Linked DNA regions of Mus musculus: region 2 is linked to region 1. A link is a contact called in public HiChIP or PLAC-seq data. All regions are on one chromosome and are shown on one strand. The core of a region is the stretch at or near the end of the contact, and the rest is flanking DNA. Distances in the headings are between cores, read along the strand shown.

Region 1 (7,609 bases), core at 1,354-3,853:
CATATTCTCCCCTCCCCTTCTCCTCTGAGAGAGTGGGCCCTCCTGGACACATCAAGTCTCTGAAGGGCCAGGTATATCCTCTCCCACTGAGGCCAGACAAGGCAGCCCAGTTAGGGGGACAGATTTCAGACAGGCAATGGCTTTAGGGATAGCCCACGCTCCAGTTGTTCAGGACCCACAGGAAGACCAGGCTGCATCTGCTATGTATGTGCTGGGGGCCCAGGTCCAGCTGTGTCTGCTCTTTGGTAGGTGGCTCAGTCTCTGAGAGCTCCTAGGGGTCCAGGTTTGTTGACTCTGTTGCTCTTCCTGTGGAGTTCTATCCCCTCCAGGTCCCTCAATCTTTCTCTCAACTCTTCCACAAGACTCTCTGAGCTCCATCCAATGTTTGGCTGTGGTCTCTGCAGATTTATTAATTCTTATCTCTCATGTACTAAATAGAAAAATTAACTCACAGGCATTTCGATCAAGATGGAACTGTAGATGCCATCCAGATGCCTTTAAAATAAGACCAAAGACAGCTCTGTGACTAGAGCCTTTTAGCAATATAATTGATTTCTTCTGAAATGCCTTTTATGGCATTTCATAATTTTAAAGTTTCAATAATTTCAATTTTTAAATTTTTTATTAGATATTTTCTTTATTTACATTTCAAATGTTATCCCCTTTCCTGGTTTCCCCTCCAAGCCCCCCCTGTCCCCACTCCCCTTCCCCTGCTCCACAACCTACCCACTCTCTCTTCCTGGCCCTGGCATTCCCCTACACTGGGGCATTGAGCCTTCACATGACCAAGGGCCTTTCCTCCCATTGATGACCAACTAGGCCATCCTCTGCTACATATGCAGCTGAGGCTATGGATCCCTCCATGTGTACTCTTTGGTTGGTGGTTTAGTCCCTGGGAACTCTGGGGGTACTGGTTAGTTCATACTGTTGTTAAAGTTCAATATTTTTAAGTCATTATTTTTAGTGGGTTTGAGAGATAGCTCAGTAGGCAAACTGGTTGCCAAGTAAGCAGGTGAACCCAGTTCAGTTCATGGGCACCACGGCTGCCAGGGCTGCTCACGTCACTTCTGTCTGGTGAACAAATCTCTTGTATAGTCCTCGTACAACACTTAACAAGGACGGCCGAGTGTTCCTGCCAATACTTCCAGGTCATAACAGCGAAAGGAAGGAGGAAGACTGAGTGCTGGGGACTCAACACACTGTGTCATAGCCAACTGAACATTGACAAGCGATCACTAGCAACTGATAAAACATAGGTGAACATCTGTAACTCGGGAAATGTGGCAGGGTGTCTCCTCCACAGAAGCATCCTTGGCAAAGCCAGGTGTCCCTAAGGAAGTGGAAGAGGCAACCTTCATAAAGGTTGCTATGGAGACAGGCTCCCTGGGACTCATCAGGAAATTAGGTTAGCCACACCACCTGGATAGAAGTGACTAGATTCTAAAAGAATGTGCAAAGCCATCCCTTTCCCTCACTATCTGGAGACCACCTCTAGTTATTCCAAACAACAACAGAAGTAGAAACAAAATCCTTCATGGCCTTGTTCTGGGAACTCTGGCCTGACCAGGTTGCTCTGCATTTCTCAGGCCCCACTTAGAACTGTGCCTCTGCCAGACGCAGAGAAGGGACCAGTGGTTCAGTTTCACACGTATCAGTTTTTATAATCTACAAATTAAGAAAATGGAAACATGCTAAGATTTATCAGATGTTAATATGAAAGGATTGAGTAGATAACTGGAAAGAAAAATGTGGGGAGATTTCAGCAATTGTATGTGAATTTAACAACTTCTAGTAAAAGCTTTGTTTTTTTTATATTACTGAGATGACTACGACTGTAACTGTCACAGTGTCGGGAAGCTAAGGGACCTGTAAGTGCAGAGCAAACACTCTGTCATTCGGCTTCGTCCTTTCACTTATTCATTTGAAAGGATGTATTTTTAGAGTCTTTAAAGAACATCTTAATTTAGATATAAACACACATAAAGTTCCCCCCACATTAACTGTACACTAAGTGTCTTTAAGTACATGAGCAGAGTTAGCAGGTCATCACCTATGACTTCCTTCATCAGCATTTCTGTCACTCCGGGTTCCCTGGAGCGCCCCCGTGTCCACTCACACATCTGTAGCCAGGGCTTCCTTTCCGTGTCCACATTTTTTTTCAGGAAACCTTTGGTCAACAGTTTCCTTCTGAGTCTGCCTCCCCTCCCTCGGCGTTTGAAATTCACTTCTCTCATAACACATATGGTAGCCTGTTCCTTTCTGTGGCTAGATTAGTGCTTCAGTGTCTAGATTGCCTCATGCTGTCTGCTGATAGGCAGCGAGATTGTCCCTACTGGTTAGTGTTGTTAAGGGTGCTGGCACTATCAGTATTCGTATTTATGGGACAGTTTTTTTTTTCATCTCTTTTCAGTACATACCCCTGTGTTGAGTTGCTGGATCATAGGATTCATATTCATTGTTTTCAGAACTACAAAGCATTTCAAGTGATATGTCTTCATCCTTGTTCCGTGGTGGCCCGTGAGGCTACTCAGAGGCACTCTCTTTTGGGGTCCTGGTGTTTTTGCTGCTTACGAAGCAGCTTCTGCATCATCACTCTCAGCGTGTAAAGCATATTGTTCTACAGAAACACTTCACAGCCGAGCGCATCTGGGCAGGCTTTTATGACACAGTTAATTTGTATCATGAAAATACTGTAAACAGACAATAAAAAGAGAAGAACCACTTATAAGTTGCCATCAGAGATACTTTTTTTGTTTTTTAAAATTTTTATTGGTTATTTTGTTTATTTACACTTCCCATGTTATCCCCTTTCCTGGTTTCCCTTCTGCAAACCCCTTATCCCATGCCCCCTCCCACTGTTTCTATGAGGGTGTTCCCTCACCCACCCACCCACTCTCGCCCCAATGTCCCTAGCATTCTCTTATGCTGGGGCATTGAGCCTTCACAGGACCAAGGGCCCCCTCCCATTGGTGCCAGATAAAGCCATCCTCTGCTACATATGCAGCTGGAGCCATGAGTCCCACTGCGTGTACTCTTTGGTTGGTGGTATAGTCCCTGGGGGCTCTGGGGGCGGAGGGGAGGTGGGGCACGGGGTGGAGTGAATTTATGGCTGCTTGGAGATGCTGGGGAATGAACCTGGGACTTCACACATGTGGTGGTGAATTACTGGTAGGATTTGCTGAAGGAGGCAGAGGCAGGAGGATCAGGAGTTCAAGGCCAGCCTGGGCCACACATGAACAGCAGAGTGGCACAGCAGAAGTGTGCTGAGCCCATCAGAGATACTTAATGTCAACATCTGTTTTACACACACACACACACACACACACACACACACACACACACACACACACTGGGGGGGCGGGGAAACAGGGAAGGAGGGAGGGAGGTGGGAAGGAGAGAGGGGGCAGGCAAACAAGTGCACGGAAAGTGTCATTAGCAACTGTAGCATTCAGTTTTTGCATAAATTGCAGACAAATGACCCTTTTTACCTGCCATACTGAAAAGATAATATGATTTACAACTCCCTTGTGGGGGCTGGAGAGAGCTCAGTGCCTGCCACACACACATTAAGCCCCCAGCCCCCGTGTAAAAGCCAGCTGCAATAGCACACTCTATAAACTCAGCACTGGAGGGTGTAGGGCTGGGCAGAGGCAGGGGGACCCCTGGAACTCTAGCTTCAGAGACAGGTGGACCCCAGCAGTTTAGCTGACTCTACAAACTCCTGGTTTAGTGAGAGACTGTCTCAAAGAGCAAGGCAACTGAGGAAGACATCACTCCTTGAACTCTGGTCGACATACATGCGTGCACATACACATGCCTATGCATATACACATGTACACACACACACATATAATACACATAATAAAAACAACTCTACCAGGGCAGGGGGACGCAGAAGCCGGTCCTCCTATACGAGGCTGTGATTATGAACTGGTTCAAAGTCTCTGAGGATGTTTTACAACTATGTATTTAAAGCACACAGTCCTACTTCTCCAGTTCCAGGACAAAATGGACAAAGATGAAGACAAATATGACATAAAACCAGAGTTGCTTACCAATGAGAGTACTAAATTAAAATGTCTTTATCTGTACATATATTTTAATAAAAAGGTATAAATATATATGAATAAATATAAGAAGTTCATGCTTCACATAAAGAACTACTATGCAGCAGTGAAAACGAATGATGTATATCTGTACTTCCTGAAATGTATCAAGAAAAAGAAGTTTGCATGAACACCATGACCCAAGTTATTTAAAAAATCATCATATTTAGGATTTATTTCTTATGTGGTTGCATATATCCATAACCCACATAAGAGTGGACACAAGAAAATGCAAGTAGATCAAATATGAGTTTGTGGCCAGCCTGGACTAGTAATAATCATTATCATTTTTGCTAGACGTGCTGGCACACAGCTACAATCCTAGCGCTCAGCAGGCCAAGGCAGGATGATCCCCAGTTCAAGGTCAGCCTGAGCCATAAATTCTAGCAAGACCCATCTCAAAATATTTTTTCATCTTTTAGTTTAGGCCAGTATGTCAGTAGCCATTATTTCTGAGTTACAGATTTAAAGGAGATTTTAACCTTCTTGATTATCATCTCTTTGATAATCATGAACTACCTCTATAATAAATATAAACAATAAGATAACATTTTGAAAAAAGTTATTATTATTATTATTAGCCTATGTCTGAGGCCATAATGAGTAACAGGCTAATCTTTGACCAGATTAATCAACCCATAGGAAGTTAGGCTATTTGGAAGTTGAGAGAGAGAGAGAGAAAGCTAGAAGCTTTGAAGAGGATAAATGCTGGCTAGTGGGCTCTGTGGCCCGGAGCTGGACAGGAGCTGCTGGAGCTGGACACTGAGAGCGCCCCTCAGAATACATTCCCACCATGCTAGACTCCCCACACTGTGTTGCCCATCTTGAGAACAGGAACAATACTTTTAACTATTGTTAAAAGTTTACCACTGCATTGCTACGATGAAGCACTGTGACCAAAAGCAACGCATAGTTTAGTTCGTCTTACAGCATACAAATCCATCCCTGAGGGAAGCTGAGTCAGAGCCCAAGGGAGTGGGGGGCTGATGCAGAGGCCACAGAGGAATGCTGGCTACTGGCCTGTTCCTTGTGGCTTGCTCAGCCTGCTTCCTTATAGAACCACCAGCCCAAGGATGACAGCACCCACATTGGCCTGGGCCCTCCCATCAATCCCCAAGGCTAAGAAAATGCACCACAGACTTGCCTATTGGCAAATCTTGCAGAGGCATTTTCTTAATTCAGAGTCCTTCTTCCCAAATGACTCCAGCTTGTATCAAGCAGACATAAAACTAGCCAGGACGGGCACCCAGAAGAGCGTTAAATGAACTTAGGAAAGCAACTCTGACAAACACCCATGCCCAAGGTTAGTAAAAGTGGAAGATAATACAGGAAACAGAAGACATGATTGTTTACGAAGTAATATCATCACCAGACAGTGGGGCCGCCATTCCCCAGACACAGCTAAACTGTGATTATTCTTGTGGTATTGTGAATTAAAAGCCACAAAAATGAAACCTTTGCTTTCCTGGAACAATGAGCGCTTGTCAGTTGGAGTTGAAGCATCAGCTGATGAAGAAGAGGCTAGTATCCTTGAGGCAGGCTTTTCTGGGACATGTTTCCTCAGGGTCAGCACATGGAAGGTGTGGTCCAGAGGTGGCCATATGCGGATGAATGCCTAAGTAACTTAATAGATCTTCAAGCTCACCCCCTGAATGGCATCTTGCACCCTTTGTTATAGAAATGCTGGTCTGTGGCTCTCTGGACACCTCCTGTCCCCTGCTTTCTATTACAACCCAGAATCGCCGGCTGCTCAGCTAACTAGACTCTGCTCTGTTAACACGGGAATTACTCCATCAGTATGTGGAGTCATAGGCCTTTAAGACAAGGACGTTTCTGTGTTGTTGCTAGCTGTTCCCCTAGAGAGAGACCTCCTCTGAGTGCCTCTTCTGGTACTTGGGCTTTATCAGCATCAGCATCAGCATCAGCATCAGCATCAGCATCAGCATCAGCATCAGCATCACCACTGCATTCTTGCTCTGCTCTTCCTTCTGTCTCTGCCCTGCTTGCAAAGCCTGGGAAGAGACGGGAGTGCCCAGGAAAGCACTCGTTTCCTGTTGCTTGGCATGCAGGAAACGTTCTACGTTCAGCCCTGGCCATGGTTTGTTGGTGTCCTTCTCATTTAGTGTGTCTGCAGGAGACATTTTCCCAGAGAACACGCCCTGATGGTTTATAGGTCATGAAACAGAATGTCCAAAACCCAGGTAACCTGAGCTCTTCACAAGTAACGCCAACCTATTAACATTAAACCCAGAGGTCTGCAAAGGTTTCTGCCATCATATCAAACACCTTTGTAACTCACAAGCGTTGCAGAGGTGTAGCTCGTAGGGAAAGATTGTTCAGTTGGGAGGAGTGTTTTCTCCTGGGTGAGTACCATTGCCAAACAATGTCTTAAGAATGGACTCTCTGGCATGAATCACCTAGCTGACATCTCCCTATTAATTTTGGGGGGTAAATTTTGAGAACCAAGAAGAAAAGGTTCATGGGTTCTTTTCAGAGCCCCCTTTATTCTCTCATCTAATGATCTTCCACCAGAAGTGGAAAGCATACCTTGTTATATTGCTGAACAAATGATAAGACTTGGAGCTTGCTCTGTGAAGCCGACTACGTAGCTACTGTGACGTGTGGGAAATGTGTGCGCCGTGACCACAGTCTGCCGAGCTGGCAGAGCCTGGCTGAGCAGCTTACGGGATCCCTCTGTCTCTACAGATGCTGATGCAGAGATCGAAGGAGCCCCAGCTGCACCCTTGGATGTGGTGTCTTTGGATGCTAACAAGGATTACATCATCATCTCTTGGAAGCAGCCAGCTGTGGATGGAGGGAGCCCTATCCTGGGATACTTTATCGATAAGTTAGTGCTTGGCCTAACCTCAGTCATAGTTCTGTAGGTGTCCAGATGTGCGCTTGATTTCCTCCTGTTATTTCTAAGTGAAATGCTGTCTCTGACTTTTTCCTCCTCTACCTCTCTTTCTCTCTGTGTGTGTATGTATGTATGTATGTGATGTGTGTATAATATATACAATGTATGCAATATATATGTATACTACACATAACTACATACGTATTAGTACCTACTTATTTACATTAATCCTTTTGATTTGACAATCAACTCAAGTCACTAACATGGCAAGAATATAGTTAAATTGTAAACCTATCAGCAGAGGCCACTGTAGAATTGAAGTAACTGATATTCAATATACTAAACAACTGCATTCCTGGTATGACAGTCATTTAAAAGTACTGACTTTAGGGGCACAAATTAATTCCTTATACTGTATGATGTGGTTTCAAGTTATCCATATAACATAAGAAATAGTAACAAAAATTCCCAGTGTTGGGCTACACTCTTACCCAAGAGTCTTTCTTGAGTATAGCCTTCAGAACTGATGGATCCCAAGAGTTGTCATTTTTGCACATTTACACATCTACTGTGTTTGAACAATACAAGCAATGAATTCAAACTATTGGCCCAAGTAGGTGATCCTCTACTTAGTTTTTCTTAGAGT
Region 2 (6,989 bases), core at 948-3,447, 110 kb after region 1:
CTTGGGGCTTGTCTGTCACAACAGTCCTCCTGACCTAAAAACCAGGCCCAGCTCTGGACAAAGTGTGCTGTGGGTCGCTAGAGTAAAATAATACTTCCAGTTAGGTGTGGTGGCAGGTGAGTCACAGGATTCAGGAAGCAGAGGCAGAAGGATCTCTGTGAGTTTGAGGCCAGCCTGGTCTACATGGAAAGTTTCAGGGCAGCAAGGACTATTATAGTGAGGCTCTATCTCAAGAAAATAAAAAAAATAAAAAAATAAAATAAAAATAAAAATGAATAATAATAGCCTTTGAAAATTCACACTTTATTTTTATTTTGTGTGCATGTATGTTTGTGTCTATGTGTGTGTGCACACATATGTGTAGATATGTGTAGAGGCCAGAGCCACTTTCCATGTTAATATTTTTGAAACAGGATCTCTCACTGAACTTGCTGATTATGCTAGGTTGGCTGGTTAGCAAGTGCCAAGAAGTTGCCTGTCCCCACCTCCTCAGGGGTGGGATTACAGATGTGCACTGCCACACCCAACCTTGTATATGGGTGTGAGGAACAGAACTCAGGTCTTCATATTTGCACTGCAAGCATATTACCAATTGAGCCGTCTCCTCCAAACCATGAAAACACACATTTTGGCGAAGGGAAGGATCTGATGCTCAAACCTAGAACCCCCAGTAGGGATCACATCCTAGAGAAACAGGATATTTCAGAATGCCAGTCACGCTGATCAGGCTGAGCCAACTGCAAATAATAGGCCACACACATCACCCCAGTGCCGGCTCTCAAAAAGATCATAATTTTAGATCTTGGGCTATAACCTCCTGGTTCAATGGGAACACACAGGACAAATGGATGGAATTCAGCCAGGCGAGCACAAAATCAGTGAAAGGTTGATAGGAAGACATGAAATTCAAGAGCAAGTAGCAAGAGAGGCTATATGCAAATATATTTTATATAACTATATATAAAGTATGTTATATATTTTATATAACTATAGATAAAGTATATGTTATATATTTCATATAAATGAGAAAAAATATATAAACAAGAAAACATGTGTTATAAATTTTGTATTATATAGTATGTATAATAACATGTATTTTATATAACACACATATATGGTATGTATAACATATAGAATATACTTAGTGGCAGGTGTCAGATGGTAAAGGTCAGGAGCAAGAAGAAAATAAATTGATTATTTAGAATGCTTTCCCTATGAGGTGATCAGTATAAGTTGACCTGATCAGAGCTTTTCTGATTTAACCATGGCAGAAACAGATATTCAAGTGTAATCTAACTAGGGTCTAACCTTTGGGAGAAAAAAAAAAAAATCTATGCTTTCTTTTCTCTTTCTCTCCTTTTTTTTTTTTTTTTTTTTTTTTTTTTTTGGTCTTATTTTGATTTAGGTTTGGAAGAAAGAGGGTTTTTTTGTTTTTGTTTTTTTTTTTGTTTTTTTTTTTTTTGGTTTTTTTTTTTGATGTGTCAATTGCTCTTTCTTGTTTATTGATTTATTTGATTTTTAGACAAGGTCTGGGTTGGCCTAGAACTTGTACTGCCTCTTGCTTCGGCTTCCCAGGTGCTTCTGTTGCAGGTATGAGCCGCCATGCCCAGCTAGTTTGCTTCTTACAGAAGTACATTGTGAGATGGTAAGTGCAGAGTTTGGATCCCCAGAGCCCACATAGTGCCAGGCAGATGTGGTGGCCTACCTGTAACCACAGAGACCAGGATCCTGGCTAGCCAGACTAGTTGAAGGGGTGAATTCTGGGTTCGAGTGAGAGGCCCTGCCTCTATATATGAGATACAAATCAGTCCCATGCACAGGGATTCATGTACACATGTACATACACATATGTGTACCATGCATACATACACATATGTGTACCACAGCATACACATGCCAGAAACAAGAAAAATGGATTTATTTTGCAAGTTATTCGCACTTGTATGCTACTAGTAAATAGCATTTTTAAGAAAGTTTTTTTTCTTCTTCTTCACCTTCTAACATCTGCTCAGAGTTTCAGTCCTGCAGTAGTGCCTGCCTTTTGGTGAGGGCCCAATTTCCTTGTGTTCAGGGAAGACCACACGCTATGAGTTTCATAGGGGAAGCTGATAGGGCCTCATGCTACACTTCTGTCTCGTGTCATATTTAGCGCTCTGCTAGGTCGTATCTGTGAGTAAGCCAGATTTGTCAACAGGAAGAAGGAAGATTTCACAACTTGGGAAGACAACATAGTGAGTCAGGCCTTTCTGTTCCATCCCCAGCTGACTGTGCGTGGTTAGCTGGGTAATTTGAACGAGTCATACCACATGCTCTGTTGCTGTTGTCTGCTACATCAGCATGTATCAAAAGGAAACAAACTTGGTGACTTAACTGGATCCCTATAGAGATTAATGAGTGAGTGAAAAATAACAGGAAATAAACTTTATTTACATTACAAACTAAAATGTTAAAAAAAATGTTTACCTTACAAATAAGTATTTTTAGATTGGGTTAGTTCCATTCCTAGAAATGTCTATACTATGTTATTACAACTATCAATTAATTTTATTCTTAGCATAATAATCATAAATTTTAATTATAAAGTAAAATGAAATTTTTGCCATGTACCCAAATTTCAAAATTTCAGGGTTTTTTTTTTTTTTAATGTTTAGGTAAACATCCTCAAACATCTTTTATTTAATTGGAATTTATGGAATAATTGCCACTATTTTAATTTAATCAGACCCCATAGTTCCAGGCTTGGGAGTGAAGAACACATATTTCTTTTGCAGAAGTCCTGAACTCAGCAGGACCCACAGCAGATGGCTCACATACTCCTGTAGCTGAGCTCCTTGGAACTCAATGCTTCTGGCTTCCCTAGCGCTGTCCTCATGTGCACACACCCACGCAGAGATACAATTTAAAATAATGAATATAAACCTTTTTCTAAAACTGCATAGTTCCTATTCTATTACTCTGTGTTAGGCACCCTGTTTTCCTTTTAGGAGCTTCTTCTACTAATTTCATTTCCATATTGTACACATGTATTATTTGATTTTATTAATTTATTGTATGCGTATTGCTGTTCTTTCTGCATGGATGTTCTAGGGACCGCATGCACGTGTGGTTCCCTATGAGGCTATCCCTGGAAGTAGAGTTACTGATAATTGGGCTAGCGCGTAGGTGCTGAGAACAGAGCCCTGCAGTACTGGGAGAGCTGCTAGCCATCTCTCCATCTCCTCTGTCTCTCTCTTCACCTTTGCTTGGTCTGTCTCTTCTAGTTTTTTTAGGCTCCACCTATATTTATATACATGAGAGAGTAGGAGGATTTTTATCTTTCAAGTTTTATAATTTCCTTTTTCTTTACAAATTAGTAAAATTCTGTTCTGCACATGTATCACATTTTCATTATCCATTCACCTGTTGATGAGCATCCAAGCTGAGTCCACTCCCTGGCCATTCTGAGTAGAACAGCAATGAATATGTACAACAAATCTCTGTGCTAGAATATGGAACCACTGGGTATATATGGCCAGGTGGGTCATAGGGCAGCTTTTGTTTCTTGCTGGTTTGTTTGTTTGTTTGTTTGTTTGCTTTGTTTAGAATCCTTCGTGCTGATTTTTGTAGTTCTCATTTCTGTAATAGATACACTTGAGATCTGTGGATTAGAAATTTCCCCCATTACCTCTGTAGTAGTAATTACTTCTGTGAGTACTAGTTCTGTCTCCTCCAAACGCTTCCTTCCAGCTCTCTTAAATGATGTAAGGCTGAGTAAGTCAGCTTTCCTTTTGCATATGTGAGCACATACCCATTCAACATAGGCACCTGAGCTCCTGGGCTCATTCCCTGTCTCTTTTATCAGATTGTTGGAAACAGTAACTCACAGTCACTAACCCCAGCAGTCTAAAGCACCAACATGATTTATGCTGAGAAGCTAGGCTTAAGAGAAGGACCACTGCTGTTTATTGATCTGCCTTGCTGTTTTGTTTTTTTTTTAACAGCTAAATTCGATGAAACGAGACAGGAAAAGCTTTAATTAGAAGTGCCAGCGGTTTAGAAGACACAGTGTTATCATTAGCAGTTGCTGTAATTTAAATACTCTGTGTGTGTGTGTGTGTGTGTGTGTGTGTGCGCGCGCGCGCACTTGTAAAAAAGATACTGTTCACCTCAGGTGATACTGTTGCCGTGTTCCTGAATAACATTTGAGATACAAAAGCAATTTTGGAAAGGGAAACTTCCTTTTGAAATCTGTCTTGGATCTCTTTGCAATACAGGAGGCATTTAGCAACAAGCTACCGATTTATATAATCAGTATAGTTAATATAATCATTTATAAATAATATAATCATTTATAATATAATCATATATAATTTATATAATCAGTATAATTATAGAGTCTATATAATCGACATAGATTTTTAGCCTAGAAGTGAAAAGTACACTGGGACTTTAGGTTTTGGGGTATTGCACTCGTAAATGTTTGTTGAGTAAATGTGACACACTGCCCTGTCTTCTGGAAGGACCGTGGGGAGGAATAGAGACAAGATGCTGTTTAATGATGTATGCAGGCTTGAGGATCAATGAACAAGCAGGGTGATGGTCACAGGAGAAAATGATGGGGACATGGAGTTTCACAAGGAGCAGAGGCGACATGAAGGCCGAGTCTGAAGCAGCATGAGCAGAACAAGGAAGATCATTCAGATCTGAGTAAGGCCCTCGGAGGGCTTCTATTAGCCCTAGGCTTGTCAGGTGCACACAGGTAAGAGGGTAGAGACTGATGCATGTGTATGTGTCTGTTTGTGTGTGTGTACATGTGTGGTGTATGTGTGTGTATGTGTGGTGTATTTGTGTGTGGTGTGTATGTGCATGGGTGGTGTATGTGTGTGGTGTACGTGTGTGATGTGTGTGCATATGTATGTGCATGTGGTATGTGTATGTGTTAGTAGTGACACTTCCATGTCTGACAACATTCCAGAAGTACAGTGGGTTATCTATGACAAAGGTGGTAGCAGGAACAGGGACAGACACTTATAATCATCATTGTCATTATTTCCTAAACTAATAACAGAACTGTAAATAATTGAAGGACATATTTTGGTCCTTGAGGAAGTGGCAAATAAGTTGGATAAAGCAGCCATGTATATGGAAAAATAGATGAAACTGAAAGTTCACATAGGCTTGGGACCAAATAGATGGTGCTAACATTTTATGTTCTAGACATTCCAAAGTAGGACAAACTAATAACAATTGAGACTTTAAGTTTTGGTGTCAATGCTTGGCTCCTAACACTAGGTCATTTATCCTAAATGCTTTCAAGTCCCATTTCATGACATGGAATGGAAGCATTTTAACAGACGCTGTTAATAGTGTTCACTGTGTATAGCACAGAGATCAGTTGACAAGCCACTCTGAAGCCTGCCTTCGCAGGAGCTCTCTTATCTCCAAAGCTTTAACAGAAGCAGCACACATTTTCCTCCAGAAGCCTAAAAATGAATGAGGGGAGAGATGCTGGCCCAGCATGAAGAGCTGGTCAGTCATGTGCACACTTGCTTATATGGGACCTATGTTTAGACTCCAATTTGAGAACAAAATGAGGAGCCCTTTTCCTGCAAATTCCACACCCCCTTGGAGTCTTGTGCGCAGTCATGCCTGAGCATTTTTTTCTGCCGGGCTTCATCCATTTCTGGACAGTTGGTTATACAGAGTCGTGCTCTCTGGCACCAGATCACAGAAAAATTCCAGAGACTTCTTCAAAAATTGAAGACACATAAAGTTTGGCAAAGAAGGTGGTTACTAGGCATCAATACTTTCAGGCTTGGGGAATGTCCTCTTCTTCTTCCTCCTCCTCTTCCTATCCCTCCTCCTCCTCCTCCTTCTTCTATCCCTCCTCCTCTTCTCCCCAAATATAAAATTGTTTTTCTTGTCTGGAGGCATCCAGCCTGGGCTTTCTTATCCTGGTCCTCCTCATCCCTCCCCAGTTTGTACATTTCCTTTCTCGATGAGAACAAAGCCTGAGTATCCTGCGGGCTGAGTCTTGGAGGGGAGGATGCCGTGGGAGCGGGATGTGTCGTTTGCCGGCGATGAGCTGGGGACAGCAGCTGTTCAACAAGGACACACTTGCAGTCTTCCCACTCAGCCGTCCCTGTGCCTTCTTCATATGCTCTTTGAGACAAGTCTTGACTAATTCTCTGCCTAGGTGTTGATGCTGGCTAACACGGTGGGCCATCCCTGGGCTGAGGAGTACACTCTTTTCTCATCAAAGTTTGTGGGTAGTGAACAACCAGCTAACTAGCTCAGGGGGTGTCCATACATTCACCCATCAGGTAAGACAGATACACACTGTAAAGCGGCTGTGTATTTATCCTGCCAACCCTGGGGAATATTAACAGAAGAATCGCTTAGCAAGAAAGGACCAAGTTGGCAGAGTAGAGGACAGCCTACAAAGCTGTCTGCCCCCTCCTCTGTCTGGATCATCTGCCTAACATGACTAAGCTATTTAGAGGAATATAAGGAGACAGGAGAAATATGGGTGAGAAGACCTTTCATGAGAGAGGTGGGGAGGTTAATACAGGAGGAAGATGAGGAAACCATACAGCTGCCAAAGACAAATTCCCTATAACAACGAGGCCTTGTCCTGGTGAGAGCGCACCTCAGCCCTTCCCAGGAGGAATGGGAAGTTCTGGAAGTTTCTTAGGTAGAATTTCAGAGACCAGATGTCCATCTTCCCACAGCACATTCTTAAAAACAATTTGCAACAGTCCAGGCATTCCATTTAAATTAAGAACTGTTTTTGAAAAGAAATTGAGATATTAGCCACTGACACAAGCAGTCTGGAGGAATGGGACAGTTAAGACTTATGTGTCATAAGTTTTCCAGGACAGGCTAAGAATCATAGCTGCATTACAGCTGGCTTCCTGAAAGCCTGCACGCTTGCTGTGGGGACATTCCTTCTGAGGTGAGTGACACTCAGAATTCCTGTCCCTCTTAGCTGATAAAATGATTTTGTCATT

Evidence for each region. HiChIP or PLAC-seq counts read pairs in DNA pulled down with a chosen protein or histone mark.
Region 2: an H3K27ac HiChIP or PLAC-seq map of the HPC-7 cell line shows a contact between it and region 1, with 5 times the contacts expected there. The contact joins two enhancer-like sites. A contact is called at or near these places in 3 of 15 datasets of contacts at CTCF or cohesin (CD8 T cells, the NIH/3T3 cell line and large pre-B cells), 3 of 484 Hi-C or Micro-C datasets (bone marrow-derived macrophages, embryonic fibroblasts and nephron progenitors), 5 of 115 datasets of contacts at active chromatin or transcription factors (the HPC-7 cell line, bone marrow-derived macrophages, embryonic fibroblasts and 2 more) and 1 of 9 other capture datasets (bone marrow-derived macrophages).

What each region holds. Positions count from the first base shown.
Region 1 is chr17:71,054,313-71,061,921 of GRCm38.p6, forward strand. It overlaps Myom1 (myomesin 1), which reads left to right. Exons shown (of 37, transcript NM_001083934.1): 11 at 6,813-6,954. Among named protein-coding and RNA genes, the nearest start is that of Myom1, 39 kb to the left of the region's middle. Within about 2 kb of position 2,604, at least 10 of the 459 cell types and tissues checked have an H3K27ac peak or open chromatin away from gene starts, as enhancers often do. A contact at or near this core is called in the HPC-7 cell line, where this site is marked.
Region 2 is chr17:71,162,969-71,169,957 of GRCm38.p6, forward strand. No RefSeq gene overlaps it. Among named protein-coding and RNA genes, the nearest start is that of Lpin2, 17 kb to the right of the region's middle. Within about 2 kb of position 2,198, at least 94 of the 459 cell types and tissues checked have an H3K27ac peak or open chromatin away from gene starts, as enhancers often do. A contact at or near this core is called in the HPC-7 cell line, where this site is marked.